Regions from separate parts of the Triticum aestivum genome. Here region 2 is linked to region 1. A link is a contact called in public Hi-C data. All regions are on one chromosome and are shown on one strand. The core of a region is the stretch at or near the end of the contact, and the rest is flanking DNA. Distances in the headings are between cores, read along the strand shown. Region 1 holds the start of LOC123187957 (protein TIFY 10b). Region 2 holds the start of LOC123187958.

The links. Hi-C and Micro-C count contacts between places; a contact is called where the count stands out from the background.
Region 2: a contact with region 1 is called in a Hi-C map of leaf, with 4 times the contacts expected there. The contact joins the promoter of LOC123187958 here to the promoter of LOC123187957 in region 1. A contact is called at or near these places in 2 of 5 Hi-C or Micro-C datasets (both in leaf).

What each region holds. Positions count from the first base shown.
Region 1 is chr2A:128,811,739-128,816,938 of IWGSC CS RefSeq v2.1, reverse strand. LOC123187957 (protein TIFY 10b) reads left to right here and starts at 2,844. Exons shown (of 5, transcript XM_044599969.1): 1 at 2,844-3,262; 2 at 3,527-3,671; 3 at 4,167-4,414; 4 at 4,519-4,576; 5 at 4,675-5,175. The coding sequence starts at 3,139. The coding sequence ends at 4,795.
Region 2 is chr2A:128,962,923-128,968,122 of IWGSC CS RefSeq v2.1, reverse strand. It overlaps LOC123187958, which reads right to left and starts at 1,971. Exons shown (of 5, transcript XM_044599970.1): 1 at 1,536-1,971; 2 at 1,350-1,400. The coding sequence starts at 1,919.

The sequences.
Region 1 (5,200 bases), core at 1,595-4,094:
CTTATGCAACTAGTGCATGTCAGTCGGTGGAACCAGTCTCACGTAAGAGTACGTGTAAGGTCGGTCCGGACTGCTTCATCCCACGATGCCGCCGAATCAAGATAAGACTAGTAACGGCAAGCAAATTGACAAACTCGACGCACACAACAACTTGTGTTCTACTCGTGCATAGAAACTACGCATAGACATAGCTCATGATGCCACTGTTGGGGAACGTAGCAGAAATTTAAAATTTTCTACGCATCACCAAGATCAATCTATGGAGTAATCTAGCAACGAGGGAAGGAGAGTGCATCTACATACCCTTGTAGATCGCTAAGCGGAAGCGTTCAAGTGAACGGGGTTGATGGAGTCGTACTCGTCGTGATCCAAATCACCGATGATCCTAGTGCCGAACGGACGGCACCTTCGCGTTCAACACACGTACAACCCGGTGACGTCTCCTACGCCTTGATCCAGCAAGGGGAGAAGGAGAGGTTGGGGAAGACTCCATCCAGCAGCAGCACGACGGCGTGGTGGTGGTGGAGGAGCGCGGGACTCCAGCAGGGCTTCGCCAAGCACTACGAGAGACGAGGAGGGAGAGGGGTAGGGCTGCGCCAACAGGGAGATCGAATCGCGTGTCTTGGGCACCCCCAAACCTCAAGTATATATAGGGGGAGGGGAGGGGCTGCGCCCCCACCTAGGGTTCCCTCCCTAGGGGTGGCGGTAGCCCCCAGATCCCATCTGGGTGGCGGCCACAAGGGGAGGGGGAGGCGCACCTGGGGTGGGCCTTAGGGCCCATCTGCCCTAGGGTTTGCCCCCTTCCCCTCTTGGAGGTGGCTTGGGCCTTGGTGGGAGGCGCCCCAGCCCACCTAGGGGCTGGTCCCTTCCCACTATTGGCCCATGTAGGCCTCCAGGGCTGGTGGCCCCACCTGGTGGACCCCCGGACCCCTTCGGTGGTCCCGGTACACTACCGGTGATGCCCGAAACACTTCCGGTGGCCAAAACCATACTTGCTATATATCAATCTTTACCTCCGGACCATTCCGGAACTCCTCGTGACGTCCGGGATCTCATCCGGGACTCCGAACAACATTCGGTAACCGCGTGCATACTTTCCCTATAACCCTAGCGTCATCGAACCTTAAGTGTGTAGACCCTACGGGTTCGGGAACCATGCAGACATGACCGAGACACCTCTCCGGCCAATAACCAACAGCGGGATCTGGATACCCATGTTGGCTCCCACATGTTCCACGATGATCTCATCGGATGAACCACGATGTCAAGGATTCAATCAATCCCGTATACAATTCCCTTTGTCCATCGGTATGATACTTGCCCGAGATTCGATCGTCGGTATCCCGATACCTTATTCAATCTCGTTACCGGCAAGTCTCTTTACTCGTTCCATAACACATCATCCCGTGATCAACTCCTTGATCACATTGTGCACATTATGATGATGTCCTACCGAGTGGGCCCAGAGATACCTCTCCGTTTACACGGAGTGACAAATCCCAGTCTCGATTCGTGCCAACCCAACAGACACTTTCGGAGATACCTGTAGTGTACCTTTATAGCCACCCAGTTACGTTGTGACGTTTGGCACACCCAAAGCACTCCTACGGTATCCGGGAGTTGCACAATCTCATGGTCTAAGGAAATGATACTTGACATTAGAAAAGCTTTAGCATACGAACTACACGATCTTTGTGCTAGGCTTAGGATTGGGTCTTGTCCATCACATCATTCTCCTAATGATGTGATCCCGTTATCAACGACATCCAATGTCCATGGTCAGGAAACCATAACCATCTATTGATCAACGAGCCAGTCAACTAGAGGCTTACTAGGAACGTGGTGTTGTCTATGTATCCACACATGTATCTGAGTTTTCTATCAATACAATTATAGCATGAATAATAAACGATTATCATGAACAAGGAAATATAATAATAACCAATTTATTATTGCCTCTAGGGCATATTTCCAACACTTATGTCTATTGTAAAATATTGTTCGAGCATTCTAATAGAGTAGCAAACAATGTTGCCCATGGGCTTGCTAGGTTGGCTTAACTCCACCCTCCTATTAAATGGTTGAGGTGGCCGTAAATGAAATTGTAGCTTTTCTCGCAAGCGATGTGCTTATTGTTTCAAATGAATAAAGTTGGTATTTTTATTAAAGGAAATTGGAAGAGCAAAATTTCTACTGCTCGTTATAGTAGAAATAACTTAGCTAGTAACGTAACACACCCAGCATATGTTTGTTTATACGACAAGTAGTTAATGATAAGAGGTAACATAATACATTATCATAACATAACGCACCTCGAATCAAAATGAGCCTACATGTACATGAACTAAGACTTGCATGATACCACAGACAGATATGTTATGAAGTTTTACGAAGTTATGCATGGTACAGTACTAGTCTTATAACTTACTTTCACAGCGCTAAGAGATATTTGAGGGAGAGCAAGATTGAGAGAAATGCTACTCGTAGGAGTCACGAGGGAACAGTGATGGGGCAGTGTGAGGTCAAAACCCGGATCTGACCAAACAGGCAAGCGCCAGGCGCTCGTGCCGCGCCACAGTACAGCCACGATCGCATTCCGCACGGTGGTTAAGCACGCGCACATGGGGACGGCGGGGCCCCCACCCGCGGGTGAAAAAATCAACCCAACCAAGCAAGAGAGAGAGAAAGAAGGAAAGAGAATTTCGAAAGGTGCCGGCCGTGAAAGCCCCACCTCCCCCTCCTCCACACGAACCACGTGCGAAATTTCCCGCAATCATCGCGGTCCCTCCGCCCCGCTTAATAAATGCGCTAAACTAATCCAACCATCGAGATGGCACCCACGCTCGCACTAGATTAATCCGTTTTCCACCGCGGGGGCTGGATTTCAATTTTGCTTAGCCAGAAACCGCGTCCTTCCCTTATAAGCGCGTACGCACACGGCACACCACCATACCATCCCGCACCGCACGACAGACAGACAGCACGAGGAAGGCGAGCCAACCACCCACCACCGCCGCGAGGCTAGCACCACGGGCGAGCTCGGCCGATTCCGTTTGCGATTCCGTCTGCGCTATTGAGGTTTGTTTGGGGGAAGGGGAGGCGGTTCGGAGGTGGAGCTTAGGGAGAGAGAGACCGGAGATGGCGGCTTCCGCGAGGCAGGGGGAGAGGGCGACCAGCTTCGCCATGGCCTGCAGCCTGCTCAGCCGCTACGTCCGCCAGAACGGCGCCGCCGCCGCCGAGCTCGGCCTCGGAATCAACAAGGGTGAGGGGCCGTGTTTCGGGATTTGGGCGCTTCACCAGAGCTGTTCGCTGTTTGTTTATTTATTTATTTGGTTGGGGGAGGTTGCGTTCCGATTCGTGGGAAAAAGTTTCTGTCCTCTGGGGGGATTCCGCGCGAGATCTGAGTCTGTTTTCCCGATTTTGGGGACGAAGGTCCTCGTCGCGTCGATCTGGTCTGGAATTTGGTGGCTGGTGGAGTGAATTGAGAAATCCAGCTCTCTGATCTGAGGCTTTGATTGGGTTTCAGGTGAGGCCGAGGCTCACATGGCGGCGGACACGAAGAGCACTTTGCCCGGGGCGGAGGGCGAGGAGGCCGGCAGGAAGAAGGAGACCATGGAGCTCTTCCCGCAGAGCGCCGGCCTGCAGGACGCCGCCGCCCCTGATGCTACCAGGTATTTGACCGTGCCACTTTTCTCTGCTCCATTTTTAGCCTTACGCTAGTGCAAGTCAGAATCCATACATACAGATAAAAGTCAGATGGCGAGTGGAGAAACCTTTCTATCTGTTCGGTTTATCTGAACCGTACTGGATTATGCAAGGCCTGAAATCTAGCTGAGAGTGATTGTAATTAACCGATTTTAATATTTGCAACCAACTGCTCCCTGGGTTGAGATGATTTCTTCTTGGGATGGAGCAATCAACCATCCATGCTCCGAGTTATAATAGTACTAGGTTTGCTCATGCTCCAAAGCGTAGCTATTCGACCTTAAACCGTATCCTTATTGATACAAAGCGACTGATCGAGGTGAGTTTGTTTGTACATGAATAAAAAATACGGTTTCCCAGAGAACATTTCCCCTTGCTTGTGAAAATTGGTTAGGCAGCTAGTGCAAAACTGAAGAGTAGTCTGCAAGTGTACTTAATTGCTGTGTGCACATAAATTTCAGGGAGGAAGACAAGAGCCAGCTGACCATCTTCTATGGTGGGAAGGTGCTCGTGTTCAACGATTTCCCAGCCGACAAGGCAAAGGGCCTGATGCAGTTGGCTGGCAAGGGCAGCCCTGTTGTTCAGAACGTCTCTGCGACCACAACTGCTGCAGACACCGCCAAGGTCCAGACGGCCGTGCTGGCCCCGGCAAGTAGTTTGCCTAGTGATCCGGTTAATGCTCACAAGTCTGCTCGTCCGAATGCTTCTGGTAATTACCCAGTGATTTGTTGTACATATCCATTGCGTTGTTTGACATGTACGTTGCTTGTTCTTATTGTGTTGATTATTGACAAAATCTTTTCTGTCTTGTAGATCTGCCAATTGCTAGAAAGGCGTCACTTCACCGATTCCTTGAGAAGAGAAAGGATCGGTAAGTTGCTTTTGCTGTCAATGAACTCATGATCTCATGATCATCTTTTCTCACCACCACAGTTTATGGATCTAACTTGTGCTTTTGTTTTCGTATAGTCTGCATGCAAAGGCACCATATCAAGCTTCTCCTTCTGATGCAACACCAGTCAAGAAGGAGTTTGAGAACCAGCCATGGCTTGGACTGGGGCCGAATGCCGCCCTGAAGCCAAACCAATAAGGCGGCATGAAAGAAGCCTTATGCCCTTACCAGAAATATGTGAAATGTGCTTTGTCCTTAGAGTATCAACAAGTCATGAATATTTTATCCCATATCATGTTCTAGCGTTTTGTTTTAGGTTATGGTTCTATGTTATTCGCCTCCATAGTTCCGATGTAAAGAGAAGTAGCAAATGATGATGACCGGTGCCCGAAGCCCGAGAGAAGTTTTGGCATGTTAACACATGGTGATATTGAGTTGGCCATGCTAAGGAAAAAAAGTTAGTGCAAAGAAACATAGCTGTATCCTATATGTGAACTCTGATCATTCCGTATTGTCATTGAGTTTTATCCTTGATTTGTAAAAGCAAGTGATTGTAATGGATTCATATTATGTTTGTATTCCCGTGGCTGTATGTTTACATGA
Region 2 (5,200 bases), core at 722-3,221, 150 kb before region 1:
AGGGCCACCAAAGCCACACCGGGCTGCAGCGTCGTTGACTCCCCTCCCACACCCAAACCACGAGGCCGCATCGTCTGGCCGAGGGCACATCGCCATCGAAGTACCTAGAAGCCGCTCACCAAGGGGCAAACACGCCGAGCTATAGCCCACCCCATCGCCAGACCAGACTGGCGCACCATCCCCATCACCCCATGGCCATGGCCGGTCGGCGCTACCAAGAGCTCACCAGGGCCATCGTCCAGAATCCAACATGTGCCACTTGTGCAAGAAACGGTCGAGGACCCCGTCTCTTTGGGAGGGGGCACATCGCCACCGCGGCCGAAGTCGGCAGCCACGAGGGAGTCACGTGGGGGCACCTGTGGTGGGCTAAGGTTTCGACCCCCGAGTCGCCGGGGGGGGAAGGGTCAAGGGGGCAATCAGCGTGAGAGAGTGGTATGCGTTTGGCAGACTCTCTCTCTTCCTGTTTAAATGGCTCATGTCAAAATTCTAAGCAACCAAGAAATATGGTGAGCGGAGGGGCATGAGTTTCATGGGTTCAAATTTTCCCAATAAAATACGCCTCACATGTTCAACTCCTGAAGCAATAGTGCAACACTCCCTCTAGTTGGAGATGGGCATATGATGATAGTGTATGATACTACTTCTACAGTGCATAGTATCATAAGCTAGTATCTTAGATTGCCTCATTTACTATCATGCATGACACAATGTACATCATTTAATATGATATGGTATGCCAAATCTTCTCTTTTCTCATTTAATTGTGTGCCACATCAGCGAAAACGTCTAAGTTCACATGCATGATACGCTTATGATACTCCCATTGAGGACAGCCTAAGAGTGTAATTCCCCCTCTCTTATCTCCATGGATTAAATGTTGTGTCGGATTTGAAGCATTTTTAACTCACTAAGACTCAAAGTGGGACTAATATAACGGAAATCTGAAAATTTTGAGATAGGCCCTCCATACCGGAAGGGAGGGAGTATTTGGGAAGGGGAGTATGAATTTAGAGCAGAGAGTTGTATTGACATTAGAAATGGGATGAGTCGTTTTATTCCAAATCCTCTGTTTGGCGCATGATAAGAATTATGTATAAGAATGTTAGGAAACTTTATTTCTTTGCTTGGTTCGTGGGAATCAACGAGGGAATAGATAAGGGAAGATAATGTAAGTTATGGTGAAGGGTTAACATAATGTATGTTTTTAGGCATGAGTATAAATTCGTATGCCTAATCCCTTCTCAATTTCCACTCCCCGACACCAAAGAACAAATTTAAAATCTCGTGCTCATTCATTTCCCGTTTTCTAGTAACATCAAATCGAAATTACATTGAGAAGCCAGACTTACGAGCATCGTAGGAATCGCCACCGCTACCATGCTGATGAAGGCAACGGATGTCTGACAAGGCAACACAAGATTTGGGAAATAAGAAGAGACACTCCATGACCTCAAGATTGCAGCAATATGGAAGAATTAATCTTTCAAAAACTCAAATGGAAACTGAAATTAGATGGCAGAGGCTCAGTGCCTAACCGTGACGGCGACGAAGGTCAGGAGGAAGAACACCGGGTCCCCAAGACCAGCGCGGGCCGCAAGGTGATGGGCCGGAGGGCCCGCGGGGTCCCCGGCGCCAACGCTCTCCGCGTATCCCCCCGCCCCTTCTTGCGCCTCCCGCGCCTCATCCTCCGTCGCTCCATTCCCCTCCTCCCCCTCCCCCAATAACGCCGCCGCCGTCTCGCCTTTGGCTTCGGGAGCGCTGGAGAGGCGTTTCTTGGGGAGAGGAGATGGTGGGTGTGGAATACGCAGGGAGGCGAGGGGAGGGCGTGCGCGGCAGGGAGTTGGTGGCACGAAGACGGGGCGGAGGGGGCGGGGAGGCGGCAGGCGGAGGAGGCCGTGGAGCTGGCGCGCTGCCGCCATACGGGGACGCCTTTGCTGCCTGCAAACCCGTCGAGCGAGTAGCCGCACTTAATTTTGGTGGAATGAATTTGTTGGATTTTTTTCCTTTTTTTAATAAAAAAATGGTGAAATAAAAACGATATTTAGGCTGGCGGAGTATCCAGTGAAAATCACTAATCAGTGAAAATCTGGAAACTTGTGACCTGGGGCGTTGGATCGTTGACGGATGGTACAGATGAAAGGTGGGTTTGCTAACCAGCCACTTAAGTGTATTTTTCACATAACCCCTTGTCTTGCTGACTGAGCATAAATCTTTTGACGCCGCAACCCATGAACGATTCGTCTTCGATCTCTGCTGCGACGATGACTGCGCCGCCGGCTGTAAGCCCTCGCCCGCCGCCGGACGTGATGGAGAACGCCCGCGCTGCTCCTTTCTATCCCATGGCCCTGCCTCCTCCTACACCTGCACCGGCCGTCGTCGACGCCCTCGCTGTTCCATCCTCTCTCATGCCCCGCCTCGTCCTAGCCCTGCACCGGCCCTGTACTGGACACCCTAGCATTGTCTTTTGAGCTTTTGAGAGGTTGAGCATTTTTGTATCCTCCAAAACAAAGAGCGCTTGAGCGTTATATGTTGAGAGATTCTGTGATTATTTGAAGCTCCACAATATTTTCTGTTAAGAAACTGTAGTTGTTTGTCAGAATTTGTAGCTGTTCATGCACTGTAGCTGTCACTTTTAACATAGGAGAAGAACTCCAGATTGTATGATTTGGTGTACGACAAGAAGTCCATGCCTTGCAAGATTTCAAATTTCTGCTTGGCCATATTTTGCTTGGATGACCAAATTCAGTATCATTGGATATTGTACAACTGTTGAGAGCTTCAGGATTGCATATTTTGCCAACTTGAAGATGTAGCCTGGGAATACATGTATCATGTCTCTGTTTTTCGGTTTTACTCCATACATCATGTCATTTTTGTCAAAGCAAAGTTGTAAAATAGTTCAGCAAACCCGCACTGTAACCATCACTTTTAACATACATACATGCTGCATAAGCTTCTTCCAACAAAAGCTTCAGCGATACATCCACACTATGTCGAAAAAAAGATGCATAGTACAATTTAGATAAAACCACTAAGAATGTTTCTTCAGATCAAAACTTCTTCCTGCCCCGAGGATCACCACAGAAGTGCATGAACAGACCACCCTTGCACTGAATTCTGTGTAAACTTTCATCCAGCACACTCCAATGGAGCTCAACAATACATTGCAGTTAGAAGCTTATATTCAGAAATTTTTGTCTTGTACAAATTCCCATATTACAGCAATGGAGGACCACCCATCTAACTATCTAAGTTCAGTCATAACACCTCACAACATCAAAATTGCATTCAGAAATTTTGGCTTGACATGACAAGCTCGCACACGAAATTGGATAAATCAGGTAGAATGAAGCATTGCAGAATCAAGCTTTGAAGGAGCAACAGCCCATTCCGCGGCCGGCGTCCCCGGTGCGCCCGTCGTTGCGCACGGAGTCCTGTTGGCTGGGCCGAACGTCGTGGGCATCCTCGCCTAGCCCATGGGCAGCGTGACTTGTGGAACCACTCCACGCCGAGGGGAGCTTCAACGCTGTGGATGCTTTCATCAGCGCCGTTGGGAGCCCCGCCCGCTGTCGCCGCCCTCAAGCTTCGCCGATGTGGGTTGTGTCGGCGCCGGACACCTTCGTGGCATCCACACGGTGGCAGCGCCATAGGTGACGCCTCCGCCTTCGGTCGTCGCGGTTGGGGACGGCGGCAACGCCATGGGGGGTGGTCGTCGTGGTGGGGAACGACCATGGATAAGGGGCAAATTTGATAATTTGCCACCCCTTACCTCCCCCTTTCATAATTCCCCCCCCCCACCCCCAGAATGACAGGTGGGGCCTGGGCCCGCCCGTCATTGAGACAATGGGTGGCAAATTGTGAAAGGGAGAAGTAAGGGGTGGCAAATTGGATAAAGCGAGATCGAAGTCATGAACTGCGGCGTCAAAGGGTTTCCTGCCTTGTGAGTAAGACAAGGGGTTATCTGAAAAGTACCCTTAAGTGGCTGGTTAGCAAACCCTCCTTTCATCTGTGCCATCCGTCAACGATCCAACGCCCCGGGTCACAAGTTTCCAGATTTTTACTAATTAGTGATTTTCACAGAATACTCCGCCATTTAGGCTTTGCATGGTATGCTGCGCATTACACATGCTGAGATATGCTACTATGCTACTTTTTTTTGCAACGAATCATGGAGCTTTATTAATGAACTAGAATTCGGTTACAATCTGTCCGAAGGCTGCTGATAAGAAAATCCAGGCTCTCATCAAGCCAGCTTTCTGTCCCCTCTTGAGCAGCAGCTCAGCGGGCACAAAGATGAGCCGGATGATTGAGAGTCTTGCCCACATGGGAAACCGAAAAGAAAACAAAATCAAGAACTATCTCCTCTAATTCTGCTAAGATAGGCGCAACAATAGACCGGTTATTGCCTCGCGAGTACCATAGGTTGACAAGCTCAAGGCAGTCCACATGTATGATCACATGAGAGTATCCCCGGAGGCGCGCAAAGATCACCCCCTCCTGGAATGCCATCAACTCGGCAATGAAAGGATATGAGATTACAGGCAAAGTTTTACTCCATGCAGCGAGGCTAGGTGGGAACGAACGACACCGCCAGCATCCTCCTTCATAGCATCCCCGTTAGTTGCTCCATCAGTGTTTATTGTAATCCACCCCGGATCAGGTGGCCTCCAGCACTGATCAGCAGGATGTTTCGATCATCCTAGTGGCAAGTCCAGTAGTGTCAAGGTCTTATGCACCCATTTGTGACGCCCCAAGACCGGAGCTTCAAATGCCTTCCATGTTTTCCGAGTTTCGTCGGGTGTTTTGTTTTGTCTGTTGCATGCATCATTGCATCATGTGCATTGCATCATGTCATCATGTCTTTAATCTTTCCAACTCAATTAAATAAATCGTATGGATCTTTGATCCATTTAAATTGAGGTAACTCACATGGTGGTTTCTCTTTAAAACATACCCTCCCGATATTTAGGAAGATATTATAAAATATTCCATTGTTTTGGAATCACCCATGAACCCACTTGCATATTAAATCCCTTGGCCTTTTCTTCTTCAAGTTTCGACTCTCTAGCCTTTACATTAATTCTTTACCATTTTCCGGAGCTCTATCAAAATTCTCAACATTTTTGGATACTCCAAAAACCCTGTCCTAGTTCAAACCCATTTGAATTAAATTCAAATGAGTTTGAATTCTTATCGTTCG